2 separate regions of the Sus scrofa genome follow, and region 1 is linked to region 2. Evidence: chromatin contacts called from public HiChIP or PLAC-seq data. All regions are on one chromosome and are shown on one strand. Each heading gives the region's core, a stretch centred on a gene start, on an enhancer-like site or on the middle of the called end of the contact. The rest is flanking DNA. Distances are from core to core; before and after follow the strand shown. Region 1 holds the start of ALG5 (ALG5, dolichyl-phosphate beta-glucosyltransferase). Region 2 holds the start of SPG20 (spartin).

Region 1 (3,399 bases), core at 11-2,510, 470 kb before region 2:
TGAGAAAAATCCCACCTAAAGAGTAAATGAAGCTGCAATCCGCTAGGATACGAACTCCCGCCCGCCGTGCAGCCACACTCACTTGAACCCGGCCGCCATCTTCCCGCCCGCGCGCCTGCGCCTGCGCCTGCGCCTGCGCCTGCGCCTGGGTATCGCCTCACCTCTGGCCCGCGCAGCTGCTCCGCCGCGGCACTTTCAACACTGATGTTTGTTTGTGCCTTTCTGCTGCCTGGTATCTGGAAGGCAGAGTACAATGGGGGAGAGCTAAGCCAGGCGGGGCGGGGATTGTTTCCTGCATGCCTTCCCTTCGACCGCCACTAGCCAGACGCCCTTCAAGGTTTCCTTGCTTTTGGCGTGTTTTGACGAATCGGCTATTAGAGAAGTGACCAGTGTCTGTTTAGAAACTGTGGTAGTTCAAGACTCAGGAGAAAACCTACCTTACATCAGAGGATCAAGTATTTGAGTGTGGAGCATTACTCCAGTGTTTCAGCATCCTTTTCCCGCCCCCTTCTTGACTGGGCCCTGGGCTTGCCTCCTCCCAGGTAAAGTCCTCCCTGCTCCAGCACGGAAGAATCACCTAAATTTTCTGCTCGCTCCTTATCCGCACCAAGCAACCTGACCGGGCTCCAAAGGAGCAGTTTTGTTGTAGACTGTGTCATGGTTCAAGACCTACACCTCCCTCTTAGATAGGGTTGCCAGATAAAATACAGGGCATCCAACTCAATTTGAATGTCAGATAAAGAGTAGTTTGTTACTGTGGGTACAAGAAAAAATTTTCACTTGATTAGTTGCTACCAGAAGCTGGGGAATAACTGGGAAAGTTTTAGAAATAGTGACGATGGTTGAAAGAAATTGTAAATGCAATTAATGTCGTTGTAGTGTACACGTAAAGTGTATAGAGTGCCAAATTTTATGTTTTACATTATCAGAGTTTGAAAAAATTAATGTGTGGATTGTATGGTATGTGAGTTGTATTTTAATAATGCTGTTAAATAAAACGATTCGTTGCTTATCTGAAATTCAAATTAAATGGATATCCTGTACTTTTATTTGTTAAATCTGGCAACCCTGCTACTGTGGAACTGAGTGAGCGCCTGCCCCTCGCAAGGACTGAGCGTCTCTCACACCGCTAAGTATTCCTCGCCTCGCCGCGCGGCGGCGCTGTGGGCGGCGGGCGCCCGACCGGCGCGGCCTCTCTGCGGGCGGGAGGCGGGGCCCGCGGCTGCACTTCCGCGTGTGTGTAGGCGCTGCAGAGGGCGGGCGGCGGCGGCCTCTGGGCATGGAGTATGGTTCCGCTCCTGCTGCAGTTGGCCGTGCTTGGCGCGGGGCTGGCGGCCGCAGCCCTAATTCTGGTGAGGAGAGGGGTTGGGGACCGACGCGGGTGCGGGTGGAGACTCGGCCCCCAGGCATCCTCTCCTCCGCACTGCCGGTTCTTCGACGTGTCCCTTGAACCATGCTTCACCTAAGCTCCGACCCCAGAATTTCTTCTGCTAGAATTTTACGCATCTTTCTAACGTTCTTTATTTTTATCTTGGAGCTTTATTTCCCTGCGTGTCCAGAGCCTAGAACTTGGGTTCACTGGGCCATGCCCACCCTGTCTTCTTTCGCCCCCTAGTCTCCGGACCCTCTGCCGCCCGCCGCGTCTGTCCCGACCTCTCCAGCATTTCCTCCCGGCCTTGCAGTCGCTGCAGTTCTGGCCCCACCAGGGAGGTCTTGAGCCCCCAGATGTTTGCTTTGCAGGCTCTCCCTTCCCGATGTAGATAAGGAAATAGAAAGTGGTGGCAGCACTGACAAGTGCCATCTGTTACGGGATTGGTTAGACTCGTGCATTAAGGAGACCCACTGGGGTCACAGGAATACCTAGACAAGGCCAGTGTTACCATATGCTGGGGGTCAATATGTCCCAGAATTCAACACCTTAAGTTTGCTGCCTCTAAATGAGGCAACACAGTAGAACTTAAGCTCGGATTTTCTTTGCCATTACGGTGGAAACACAGAATCATTGTAACACTTGCTGATCCAAAAGTAGTAGAAAAGTTGCCAAGTGAACTTTCTCCCATGTGTTTTGGAATGGGTCTGTCATCTAGTTAGTAAATGGAGTAGAAAAAGCGTCAAGTGAATTACTCTACCACCCCGCCCCAACTCTCTGGCACCTAGTTAGTGAATGGAGAGGTTCCTGCTTCCTTGACTTTGAAGTTGGCAGCCTAGATAGCATTGCTAGGAAGGCCACTTTGCCATCTTGCCAGAATTTTACAGCTTAAAAGTAGTTTAGAGAAACAGCAATATATCCTGACTTCTTCAGTGTTTGTGTGTTTGGGTGGGAAAGGAATCCTCTTTGCCCTTAGTATATGGACATTTGGGGAGTCGGGGGAGGTTAGCTTTAGGATGGGGCAGAGTTTGACAGAATCCTAAATTGAATCTGCCTAATGTTGACTCTTGCACGTATTTAAATGTGTATGTTATGAGATTGTCTTGGAAATACTTTAAAAAAAACACTTTATTTTATTAAAGTATAGTTGATTTACAATGTTGTGCCTATTTCTGCTGTACAGCAGAGTGACCCAGTCATATATATATGTAATATATTTATATATATATATATTCCTTTTCTTATATTATCTTCCATCATGGTCTATCCCAAGAGACTGGATATAGTTCCCTGTGCTATACAGTAGGACCTCATTGCTTATCCGTTCTAAATGTAATAGTTTCTGTCTCTAACCCTAAACTCCCAGTCCATCCCACTCCCTCTCCCTCCTCCTTGGCAACCACAAGTCTGTTCTCTAAGTCTGTGAGTCTGTTTCTGTTTTATAGATCGGTTCATGTGTGCCATGTTTTAGATTCTACATATTGGTGATATTATATGGTATTTATCTTTCTCATTCTGACTTAGTATGATAATTTCTAGTTGCATCCATGTTGCTGTAAATGATATTATTTCATTCCTTTTTATGGCTGAGTAGTATTCCATTGTATATATGTACCACATCTTCTTAATCCATTCATCCATCAATGGACATTTAGGTTGTTTCCATGTCTTGGCTATTGTGAATAGTGCTGCTATGAACATAGGGGTGCATGTATCTTTTTGAATTATAGTTTTGTCTGGATATACACATACACCCATGTCCTGGAAGTATTTGTTCTATTGGCTTGAAGTGGTTAGAAGAGCTACCATTTATTGAGTATTTAACAGGGATTATCTCATTTGGTCTTTAAAACAACACAGACATAAGTGTTATCATCATTTGTTTTATTTTACTGATGAGGAAGCTGATGTTGGCAAGATGAGCTCCTGTGTGCAAGTGTTACCCAAATAGGTTTTTTTTTTAAAGCCAGAGGAGAAAATTATTACAAAACACACTGATCTTGTTACGTGTGTGTGTGTGTGTGTGTGTG
Region 2 (3,597 bases), core at 16-2,515:
TATTATATTTTTGGAGAAATGTCTTTTCAAATTCTTTGCCTGTATATATACTATAATTATTATATTATAATTAATATAAAATTAGATTAATTACCTTGTTAATTATTAGGTTTTAAGGGATACACACACACACACACACACACACACACACACACATATAGTTGTTGTTGTTGCTGTTTTGTTTTCCTTCTTCTTTTTGGCCACCCCACAGCATATGGAGTTCCTGGGCCAGGGATCAGATGGGAGCCACAGGTGCAACTTAAGCCGCAGCTGTGGCAACACTGGATTTTTAACCTACTGTGCTGCACCAGGATCACACCTGCATTTCAGGGCTCCCAAGCCGCAGTTGATCCCTTTGTGCCACAGCAAGAACTCCTGTTCTTTATATATCTGAAATACAAGTAAAATGTGGTGATTTGAAAATACATTCTCATAGTCTGTAGGTTGTATTTTCTTTTTTTTTTTTTTTTTTTGGTCTTTTTCGGGCTATATCTGGTGGCATATGGAAGTTCCTAGGCTAGGAGTTGAATCGGAGCTGCAGCTGCCAGCCTACACCACAGCCACAGCAATACAGATCCAAGGCACATCTGCGACCTACTCTGAAGGTCATGGCAACACAGGATCCTTAACCCACTGAGCAAGACGAGGTATCAAACCTGCGTCCTCATGGATGCTAGTCAGATTGGTTTCCACTGAGCCACAATGGAACTCCTGAGCTTGTTTTTTTTGTTTGTTTTTGTTTTTAATTTAAAAACAATAGAATATCAAAAGATTACTGCTAAGCACAAAGAAAAGACATTTAAAGTTTCTGATGTTAGTGCTTTTCTATGTATGAGATGATAGATGAGTCTGAGCTCATTATTCCTTAGCTATGCATATTAACTACCTAGGGCCAGTAGCCAAAGCGCAAACCACTTTGCGTTTTTCTCCGTTCTGAACTGGATCCTCTCCGGGCTCTTGTGGGCGCTGGCTTGATTCTTGCAGAACTGGAAAAGCAGGCTACATGCCTGTCCACACATCTATAGTATTTTACTAATTTCAAATAACTTTAGAAGAAACGGAGAATATGTACACTTTGATTTTCCCCTTTTAGCTTCCCATAATCATAAATGGTATTAGCCACTTGCTATTTATCCTTAGGCGTCAGGAATTTAATATTTTTTAGCCTTCCGGCCCTCAAGGCTCCCCCTAGCCGCCACAGCGCTCTCCGCCCACCACTCTCGCCCTGTCCCTCCTGCAGCCTGGGGTCGGGGAAGGAAAGACATTGCGCAAGCGCGAGGGCTGTCGACGTGGCCGGGAGACCCTGGTTGGGGTCCGCGCTGAGCCCGCTGGCTCACGTGGTTCTCCCCGGGCCTGCTGCCCTCGCTCTTTTCTCCTCTCGGAGTTTTACAGTGACTCTGGGGTTCGAGGTGGACTGACGTCTCCCCAGAGACCACATGGAAGGTCAGAGTGGACAGAACTTGGGGGCGGGGGCACGCGGTGACAGGCCCCAGGGGCAGAGGCCCCAGTGGGCGTCACGTGAAGGCCCAGCTGCGGGGGCCGTGCGCTCGCGCTCAGGTCACGCGGGAGCCGGCGGGCGGGGCGGCGCGGGCGCGTGACGTGGCGCGCTCCGCAGCGCGCGGCTCCGAACGCTTTGTCAGTGCGGGCGTGCGGGCGCGCGCCTGCGGGGCGCCGAGAACTTTGGGCAACTCCGCAGATCGCTTGGCGGCCGCGCCGCGTCGGAGGGAGAGGGCCGTGGGCTGCGGCCGCCAGGCGGGGAACTCTGCTGGCGGCGCCGAGGCGCCCGAGGCCTGTCAGGCACAGGTGGGCGGCGGCCGGCGGGAGGAAGTCGCCGCTGAGCGGGACCCCAAGGCGGGCGGGTGGCGGGAGCGCCCAGGGCCCGCGGGCTGGAGGGCCCAGAAGGGCGGAGAAGGCTGCGGGACCTCATCCAAGTCTCAGATGAAACTTTCGTGGAAGGGAGCTACTGTGGGAGAGACTAGTTTAAGCTGTTCGTTGTCAGCCCCCAGCTTCTGTATTTACGGAACCGTCAGCTCCGTAGGACGCCCCCCCCCCCACCGCCCCGCTTCCTATTTACTGTTGGGATGGAGAGCGCTGCCTTCCCCGTGGATCTGCGTCCTCCTACCTGAGCTTCTGTGTTGACCCTTTCTGCTGTTCTGCCCCCGCTGTTTTCCCTACCTTGGAAAACCGCAGCGATTATTCAGCCTCTCCTAGCGCTTCCAGCTTTCGTGGAAGTTCGGCAGCCTTTCGTTACAGAAAGGTCAACAACTTCGGGAATGGATAGCGCGCGATTTTACTCTTTCGAATACGGTCGTTCACGTTTGTTAGGGGCTGAGCACTGCAGAGGTTGCCTCCGATTTACTCTGTGTCTAGGAAAAGTTTCGCTGGGAGTGCGCAGTTTCGTGACTCGGCATTATTGCGTTACTCTAGGATTGGCCCAGTTTTCCGCTCTGTAGTTGTAATTAACTGCTTTACTCTTTGTCTGGAGGTCACTCGGTATTCGCTTTATTGTGTTGTTAATTGAATGAGTGTGCCGTCCAGATTGTTGTTGCCTGTGAAATACGGGCCCTAGGTACTTAGGAATTCAACAGTTTTCTTTGAAATTTTCAAAAGCAGAACAAACGGAAAGGCGAAAGGGCACCTTAAGAATGTCCCCGATTATAAATGGAGCTATTTTTTGATTCTCTCTCTTTTACAGTAACGGACCTCGTTTGGTAACTTTATATGAAACCTGTTTGAAACAGGAAGCTTTTCTCTTACAGGTGTTGTCTCTTACCTCTGGGGTTTTCTGAAATGTCACTGTGCATAGTTCCTCTAGCAAGCCAGAATAGGGTGGGATGCTACGGGAGGCAGTGACAGTTACATAGAGGTGTTGGAGGGAAATTACCTCTTGCTTTTGCTTTTTCTTTCTTTTTTTTTTTTTTTTTTTTTTTGTAAAGGGCCAGATAGGCGGGCTTTAGAATACCTTTTGCTCCTCCTTCTAGGATGATAAAAGTCTGTGTTGTTAAAAACTACTTATGATAATGCCCGGTAGCATGATTGTTATTATTTATGGTATTGAACTAAGTTGCCAAGTGTTTGGTTCAGAATTTTACCTTTGCTCAGTATTTTTTAAAGTGCGTTCGCACGCACACACGGTTATGTTTGAAACAAATACATTTTACTTCTTTTATTAGAACGTTTAAAAACTGTGCGTTTGGTATCTGGAATCAGGTTTTTGTGATTTAAGGTGATTATAGTGGTGTAGGTACTTTTTAATACTTCAAATTGTCATTTCAAAGACTTTCTGTTGTCAACTTTAAAAATTAAAGCGTGAAATCATGTAATAATGGTTACTATCTTTACAAGATATTTGATAAACACTTTATTATGGTTAGGATAAGATAGATATTGTGGGTTTTTTCTTTGTTTTTAAGTCACCATCCTCTTATCCCTATCCCTGTGAAATGCATCTTCTCAGAATAAAGCAAACCCCAGAACAATCACAAAATTGAAATATATTTTGTTATGAACTCTTTCCTTTTTGTGCTAAGATTCCCAACTGCATTTCACCTGATTACCCAAGCAAGCTCTTCTCCCTGCTAATTTTTTCTGTCTTTG

What was found. HiChIP or PLAC-seq counts read pairs in DNA pulled down with a chosen protein or histone mark.
Region 1: an H3K27ac HiChIP or PLAC-seq map of alveolar macrophages shows a contact between it and region 2. The contact joins the promoter of ALG5 here to the promoter of SPG20 in region 2. A contact is called at or near these places in 3 of 5 promoter capture datasets (fetal liver, fetal skeletal muscle and liver) and 2 of 2 datasets of contacts at active chromatin or transcription factors (alveolar macrophages and skeletal muscle).

The regions. Positions count from the first base shown.
Region 1 is chr11:12,813,830-12,817,228 of Sscrofa11.1, reverse strand. ALG5 (ALG5, dolichyl-phosphate beta-glucosyltransferase) reads left to right here and starts at 1,260. Exons shown (of 10, transcript NM_001244320.2): 1 at 1,260-1,352. The coding sequence starts at 1,287. It overlaps EXOSC8 (exosome complex component RRP43), which reads right to left and starts at 148. Exons shown (of 11, transcript XM_021065264.1): 1 at 83-148. The coding sequence starts at 99.
Region 2 is chr11:12,343,894-12,347,490 of Sscrofa11.1, reverse strand. It overlaps SPG20 (spartin), which reads left to right and starts at 1,265. Exons shown (of 11, transcript XM_021065568.1): 1 at 1,265-1,443. The coding sequence starts at 1,437. It overlaps LOC110255803 (a long non-coding RNA gene), which reads right to left. Exons shown (of 5, transcript XR_002336656.1): 1 at 2,176-3,597; 2 at 95-390.